Linked DNA regions of Pan troglodytes: region 2 is linked to region 1. Evidence: chromatin contacts called from public HiChIP or PLAC-seq data. All regions are on one chromosome and are shown on one strand. The core of a region is the stretch at or near the end of the contact, and the rest is flanking DNA. Distances in the headings are between cores, read along the strand shown. Region 1 holds the start of AZIN2 (antizyme inhibitor 2). Region 2 holds the start of FNDC5 (fibronectin type III domain containing 5).

Region 1 (2,979 bases), core at 311-2,810:
TTGGAGAGAGGAAGACTGAACTAGAAAGCGAGGTTCCACATAAGCACACTGGAGGCTTATTTAAGAAGGCAGAATTCACAGAGCTTGGTAATGCCTAGATGTGGGCGGTGAGGGAGAGGGGGCAGCAGGAAAGGAATCCCCCGTTTCTGACCTTGGAGGGCTGGGTAAAAAGGCAACATAGGAGGGGCAGGTTTGGGGGCAAGGACCAAGAATTGGGGATAAATTGAGCCCCTCTCTTGCAAATAGCAAGGATTGCATACCAAATAAGCGAAAGGATAAGATGAGGGCCCTAGGGACCCTTCCTGAGGAGGCAGCTGATCTGTACAGGGGACCGGGGACCCACCCCCATTCCCAGCCCCTCACCGTGGTGGCCTGTGAGGCCCCCAGAGTGAGTTCCTTCAGCAGGTCTCGGGTACTGAAGCCCTCCTCCACCATCACAAAGTCCGATTCACTCAGGTAGCCAGCCATGCCTTGCAGGAGGAGCTGACGGGCTGGATGGAGCCGCTGCTGCAGCCGCCGCCTTAGAAAGTATGCAACACACTGCGGGGCGGGGGGAGATGAAGGGAACCGCTGGGGGGCCGGCTCTGCTGCCCCACTCGCCTCCCGAGGCCAGGGATCCCAATCCCGTCACAACCCGCCCCCAGCACAAGCCCGGGGTTCACTGGGCAAGGGTGGAGAAAGTCAAGAATCCCGGATTTCAGACGGAGACAAGGCACCGTATGCCCAAATGTCACTGCCTCTCCGAGTCAGTTACTCCCTCTGTAAAATGGATGAATTGTTTTGGAGAGCCTTCCCAGTTCTGAAATTCTGGATTTCAGGAAAGAGTGAGAGAGAGATGGAACAGAAAATCTGAGAAACTTGGGTGGGGAAGTTTCCAGGGCGCCCCCAGTCTTGACCACGCCCACCTAGAGGGTAGCCAGTGGCCACACCAAGGCGTCTCAGCCTAAGAGCAAGAGCTTAAGTTCGAGTCCGCTCTCTACTGCTTGACCTCGGGTACCCTCTGACCCTTTCGGAGCCGCAGTTTCCCCAATTGTAAATGGGGGCTGGACTGATCCTGAGATGCTACAATTCTAGGCGTGCCTGGGGACGCCACGCGGTGGGTGGGGGCCGCAAGCTCCTGGGAGAGAACGGAAGGCCGAGGTTTTTTCTGTCCGAGTGACTCCTACAAAGTGCAGGGCTGAGGTCCCCCCAACCCCCAGGGCCCCTTACCAAACTCCGTCCTCCTTCGCGGGGGCCAGAGCCAGGAGCGCTGCTAGGGGGGGTCGCCGGTGACCTCGAAACTTGTGCAACACCCCGAGGAGGAGTGGCAGTTGCGGAGCCGAGGCCCCTGCTGACAGGAGGCAGAAGGGGCAGGGGGGCAGGTCAGCACCAGGGCGGAGGGCGTCCGCTCCCCGAGGCTCCCCAGGCCACTTTCCGCACTCGCCTTAAAACGCATTTACACGGCTTCGGCCCATAGGTCTCCCCAGCGAATGAATCGGATCCTCGGCGCCTCCGCTCTCTCGCTCCCCCGGGCTCGGGTCCCGCGGCCCGCGCCCCGCCAGCCCAGCAGCCACCGACCCCTCGCCCCGCCTTCCGCCCGCCGCTGGCTTATATAACCCCGCCCAGGCCCCGCCCATAGTGCCGAGGCCCTGCCTCCGCTTGGCCGTAGCCCTGGCAACCGGGTGCCGCCATCCCATTGGTCGATTCCGACATAAAGTACTCAGCTCTGCTCGCCCTTACCGCAGTCTTCTCCCCCGGAGGCTTGGCGGTGGCTACCTCACGCTGGAAATCAGAACTACAGGGCCGCCGCCACGCGGGTGAGACACTTAGACCCTGCATCTTAGTCTTAGAGAGTGGGCAGGACCAGGAAGCCTTTTCTGCCTCTGCCTCAACTTACTTCGTGGTCCAGCTCTTGTCTGCGTCAGGAACTGCTCACTCATCTCTCGAAACCCAGTTCCAATGACATGTCCTTGTATTACTTTTGTAATAAAATTCTTTTTATTTAATTGCCTCTTCCAGGCATCTTCCCCGACTCCAACTCAAAACGCATCTAAAATGTCTTCAGAGAACCTTTTTGTGACTTTCCCAGTTCAGGGCAATCCCTCCCTTTATCCCATCCTCTGAACCCGGCAAACTCTTACTCATCTCTCAGTAGAAATGTGTCTCCTTCTCCAAGAAGCTTTCCCGGACTTCCTCAACTCAAAGCATTTCTTCTATACCGAAAGCTGCTGCTCACCCATCAAAGTCCTGTATAATGTCACCTCTGTTGAACCTTCCATGACTTGCCTCCCCCCAAGGAACACAGCATTTAGTCTGTCTGGACCCCTCACTCATTTGGTTCTTGTTACCCATAGCGTGAGATTCCTGTTGTTATTTTACACTTCTTGTTTGGTTACACTTTGCATCTAGTTTGTGATTTCCCAAGGGCAAGGACTGAATACCCTGCTCAAGAGCCTGGTGCCTGGCATAGACAAGAATGCTGAGGAAGATTCAATAGCTGTGTTACTCAAAAGCTGATTCAAAAGTTCATCTGGAAAAGTAAGTGTACAAGAACAGTCAAGACACTCTTTTTGCGCAGGCTGGAGTGCAATGGCACGATCTCAGCTCACTGCAACCTCTGCCTCCTGGGTTCAAGCGATTCTCCTGCCTCAGCCTCCCAAGTAACTGGGATTATAGGCGCATGCCACCACACACAGCTAATTTTGTATTTTCAGTAGAGATGGGGTTTCACCATATTGGCCAGGGTGGTCTTGAACTCCTGACCTCCAGTAATCTACCCGCCTCGGCCTCCCAAAGTGCTGGGATTATAGGCGTGAGCCACCGTGCCCGGCCAAAACTACAGTCTTTAAAACAGTATGGTGCTGGAGCAGGAAGAGACAGTGGTAAAACAGAACAGAGTCTACAACAGTCCCATATACATTGGAGATTGGTACACAATGGAGGCAGCATTTCAAATCAATGAAGCCAAAGGGCTTTTGGTCTACCATATGTCTTCATGTC
Region 2 (2,913 bases), core at 37-2,536, 200 kb after region 1:
GAGGAGGGTTGTCTATCGCTCCTCTTGACCCACTGTGTGAATCTGCACCAAGTTCTTCCCATCGGTAGACCTCACTTCCTTAATGTAAAACCAGGGGGATGGAGAGGAAGACCCTGAAGACGTTTCTGTGGCGGAACTTTGCAAGACGTCTCCTTTCCAAAGAAAATTAGCCCTTCCAGGGCTTCTGGAAAACCTTTAAGACCCAAAGGAATGCCCCGCTAGTAGTGGAATTTCGGATAGTCGTGGGAGGGGGCTCAGGGGTTCTTGCTGAGACAAAAGGCCCTGAGCCCTGGTCCATGCCTCTCTCCTCCACCTTGTTTTTCTGGCTGAGATGAGAGTAGGGGGCTGGAGCCACTCCCCCTCTCAGAGATGCTCTTAGATTGCTGCAGACTGTTTTCTGGCTGGGGAGGAGCTGGCCCCGGCCAATTCTAGAGTCTCAGGAATCTCCGGATGGGTGAAGTCACTCTGGGTGGGGAGACAGTTCAGTTAAGCACAGCTTTGGGAGTCAGATCAGCCTGTGCTCAAGTCCTGGCTCTGCTGCGGGTCCCTGGACAAGTCAAGTAGCCTGTCCAAGCTGCAGGTTCCTCCTGTGCAAAGTGTGCAGAGTATGACTTTACAGGGTTGCCCTGAGAATTAAGCCACATAATGCAAAGAAAGCTCAGCATAGTATCTGGCCCCTGGTAGACGCTCATTACTGCCCTCACTATGGGGATGAAAATGAAGGAAAAGGACTGGCCTGGGGTCACAGAGCTGGACTCTCCAGTGAGTCAGAGCAGCCTCTTCCCAACCCCACTGGAAACACGGAGCCCTGGTGTCCACTTAGCACTCTCTCCAGCTCTCCCCAGCCTTACTGTGATCTCTCCCTCTGCTCCCGTCTGCCCCAGCCGCAAGGCCTCGGGTCTACCGTGGAGTGAGGGGATCCCTAGGCCCAGGGAAGGGAGGCGCGCTTAGGGGTGGGGGCACAAACGGGCATCTCGGTGGCACTTGTCCTCTCTCTACCCTGGGAAAGGGCAGAAAGCGGCAGCCAAGTCAGGGCTGTGCACGGGAGAGAGAGTGACCGCGGCGGGGGCGCGGAGAACCCCGCCGGGCTCCCGCTCGGTGAGAGGGCGGGAGCCGTGGGTCCGCGAAGCCCCTTCCTCCCCGGCAGAGGACCTAATAGGCAGCGGGGGCGGGAGTGGGGGCGCCCTCCGGTCCTCACCCCGCCCCTGCACCTCTCCCCGCAGCGGGGGCGCCCCGCCCCCCGGGCGCCCGACGTGGACGCGGCCGCCGCCACCGCCGCCGCGCGGGAGTCGCTGTCCGCGGAGCCGACATGCAGGCGGCTCGGGGCGGCGCAGGGCGGCCGGGGCGGCCGGGCCGGCCGGGCCGGGGGCCGGAGCGCGAGCGCGAGCGGCCGCCGGGCGCCGGAGCCGCGTCCCCCTGCGCCGCCCCGGGCCTGCCGGCCGGAGGAGCCACCATGCACCCTGGGTCGCCGAGCGCCTGGCCGCCCCGCGCCCGCGCCGCGCTCCGCCTGTGGCTGGGCTGCGTCTGCTTCGCGCTGGTGCAGGCGGGTAAGGGGGCCCGGGGCGGGGGGCCGGTGCCGGGGCAGGCTCCTCTCGAGCCCAGCTACCTGGGAGTCCCCTGGTCCTTTCTCTGCCCCCTAGGGACTCCTGTCTCGGCCCAAACACTGCTCCCCTAACCCAGCCCCCAGCGTCTTCCCTACCTCCTTGACCCCCAGACCTGTCCTTCAGTTTCCAAATCTCCCCTGTCACCTCAGCCCTGGGTTTCCTAGGGTCTTGTGGTCCCCAGTCCCCTAATCCCATTCCCCTAACCCCAGGTCTTTGCCTCAGCTTCCCTAGCTCCCTTCTTTGACCCAGGGAGCAGCTGAGGACACCAGGTCCCCCATCTGGGCCTCTCTCCGTGTCCCCAGGACCTCTCAAAGCCCTGCAAGCCAACTCTGCAGGGGCAGATGGGGTCCCGCTGTACAGGAGCACGTGTGAAGGGGATGGGGGCTGGCACCTGAGGGCGCAGGGCGTGGGGTGGGCCCCGGCACCCCTGATCTGGTGCAGTGTCTGGCCTGCCCCATGGGGCCGGCCCGACCTTGCCCAGCCTCTCCTGCCACTCTGTCTTTGTCCCTCCTGGCTGCCGCTGCCCGGCTCATCTCTCCCTCCGTGGCTCGGGGAGCGCTCTCTCGCAGCTGTCTTTCTCAGATGCCCCACTTCTCTGTCCTCTGGTTCTGTGTCTGCCACCACCTGTCTGTGTCCTGTCTCTCCACCTCCCCCTCCGTGTCTGGCTCTGTCTCCCTCAGGTCCCAGGCCCAGCCCCCTGGGTCTCAAGTTCACTCTCTGTGGGGTGAGGGGTGCTGCTCAGGCCCAGCTCTGCCCCGTGCCGCACCTGCCCCTTGGAAGATACTGAGCCTTATGTGACTGCACTGCCCCTCTCCTGGACGGTTTTCCTCACTGACCCCCCACTATCCCTATCACTCTCACCCCCACTTCCCTCCTGTCTCTTCTGGAGTGATTCCTCATTCATCCTCTTCCCCTACCTGTTCTCTCCTCTCCACTCGCCATGGAGGGGCCCTGCTCTGAGTGACCCCATCTTCCCTTGCCACCTCCCCACCTGCATCTTGGGGCTGGAAGAGCATGGATAAGAGGCTCACACAGACTCTTCCCCAGGCTTTATTCTGCCTGGGCCATCACAGCTCTGAGGATACTTCTGTTCTCCTCACTCCCAGTCCAGGGCTCACCCCAGCCTGACACTTCTCGATCTCTGGGTCTTTCTCCTTCGTTCAAGGTCACTCATTGGACAGGACAGTATTGTCAAAAGAGCACTGGACTGGGGAGTCCTTTTGTCTGCTTTTCATCAGCTAACCTTCAGTTTCTGTCCACCTATGTCCCCTACATAACTCTCTCCACAACTCTAACCACCCATCCCTTA

What was found. HiChIP or PLAC-seq counts read pairs in DNA pulled down with a chosen protein or histone mark.
Region 2: a contact with region 1 is called in an H3K4me3 HiChIP or PLAC-seq map of stem cell-derived excitatory neurons, with 3 times the contacts expected there. The contact joins the promoter of FNDC5 here to the promoter of AZIN2 in region 1. A contact is called at or near these places in 1 of 7 Hi-C or Micro-C datasets (stem cell-derived neural progenitor cells) and 1 of 1 datasets of contacts at active chromatin or transcription factors (stem cell-derived excitatory neurons).

The regions. Positions count from the first base shown.
Region 1 is chr1:197,893,174-197,896,152 of NHGRI_mPanTro3-v2.0_pri, forward strand. It overlaps AZIN2 (antizyme inhibitor 2), which reads right to left and starts at 1,561. Exons shown (of 9, transcript XM_016958601.3): 1 at 1,424-1,561; 2 at 1,210-1,330.
Region 2 is chr1:198,097,541-198,100,453 of NHGRI_mPanTro3-v2.0_pri, forward strand. It overlaps FNDC5 (fibronectin type III domain containing 5), which reads left to right and starts at 1,287. Exons shown (of 6, transcript XM_009453148.3): 1 at 1,287-1,547. The coding sequence starts at 1,310.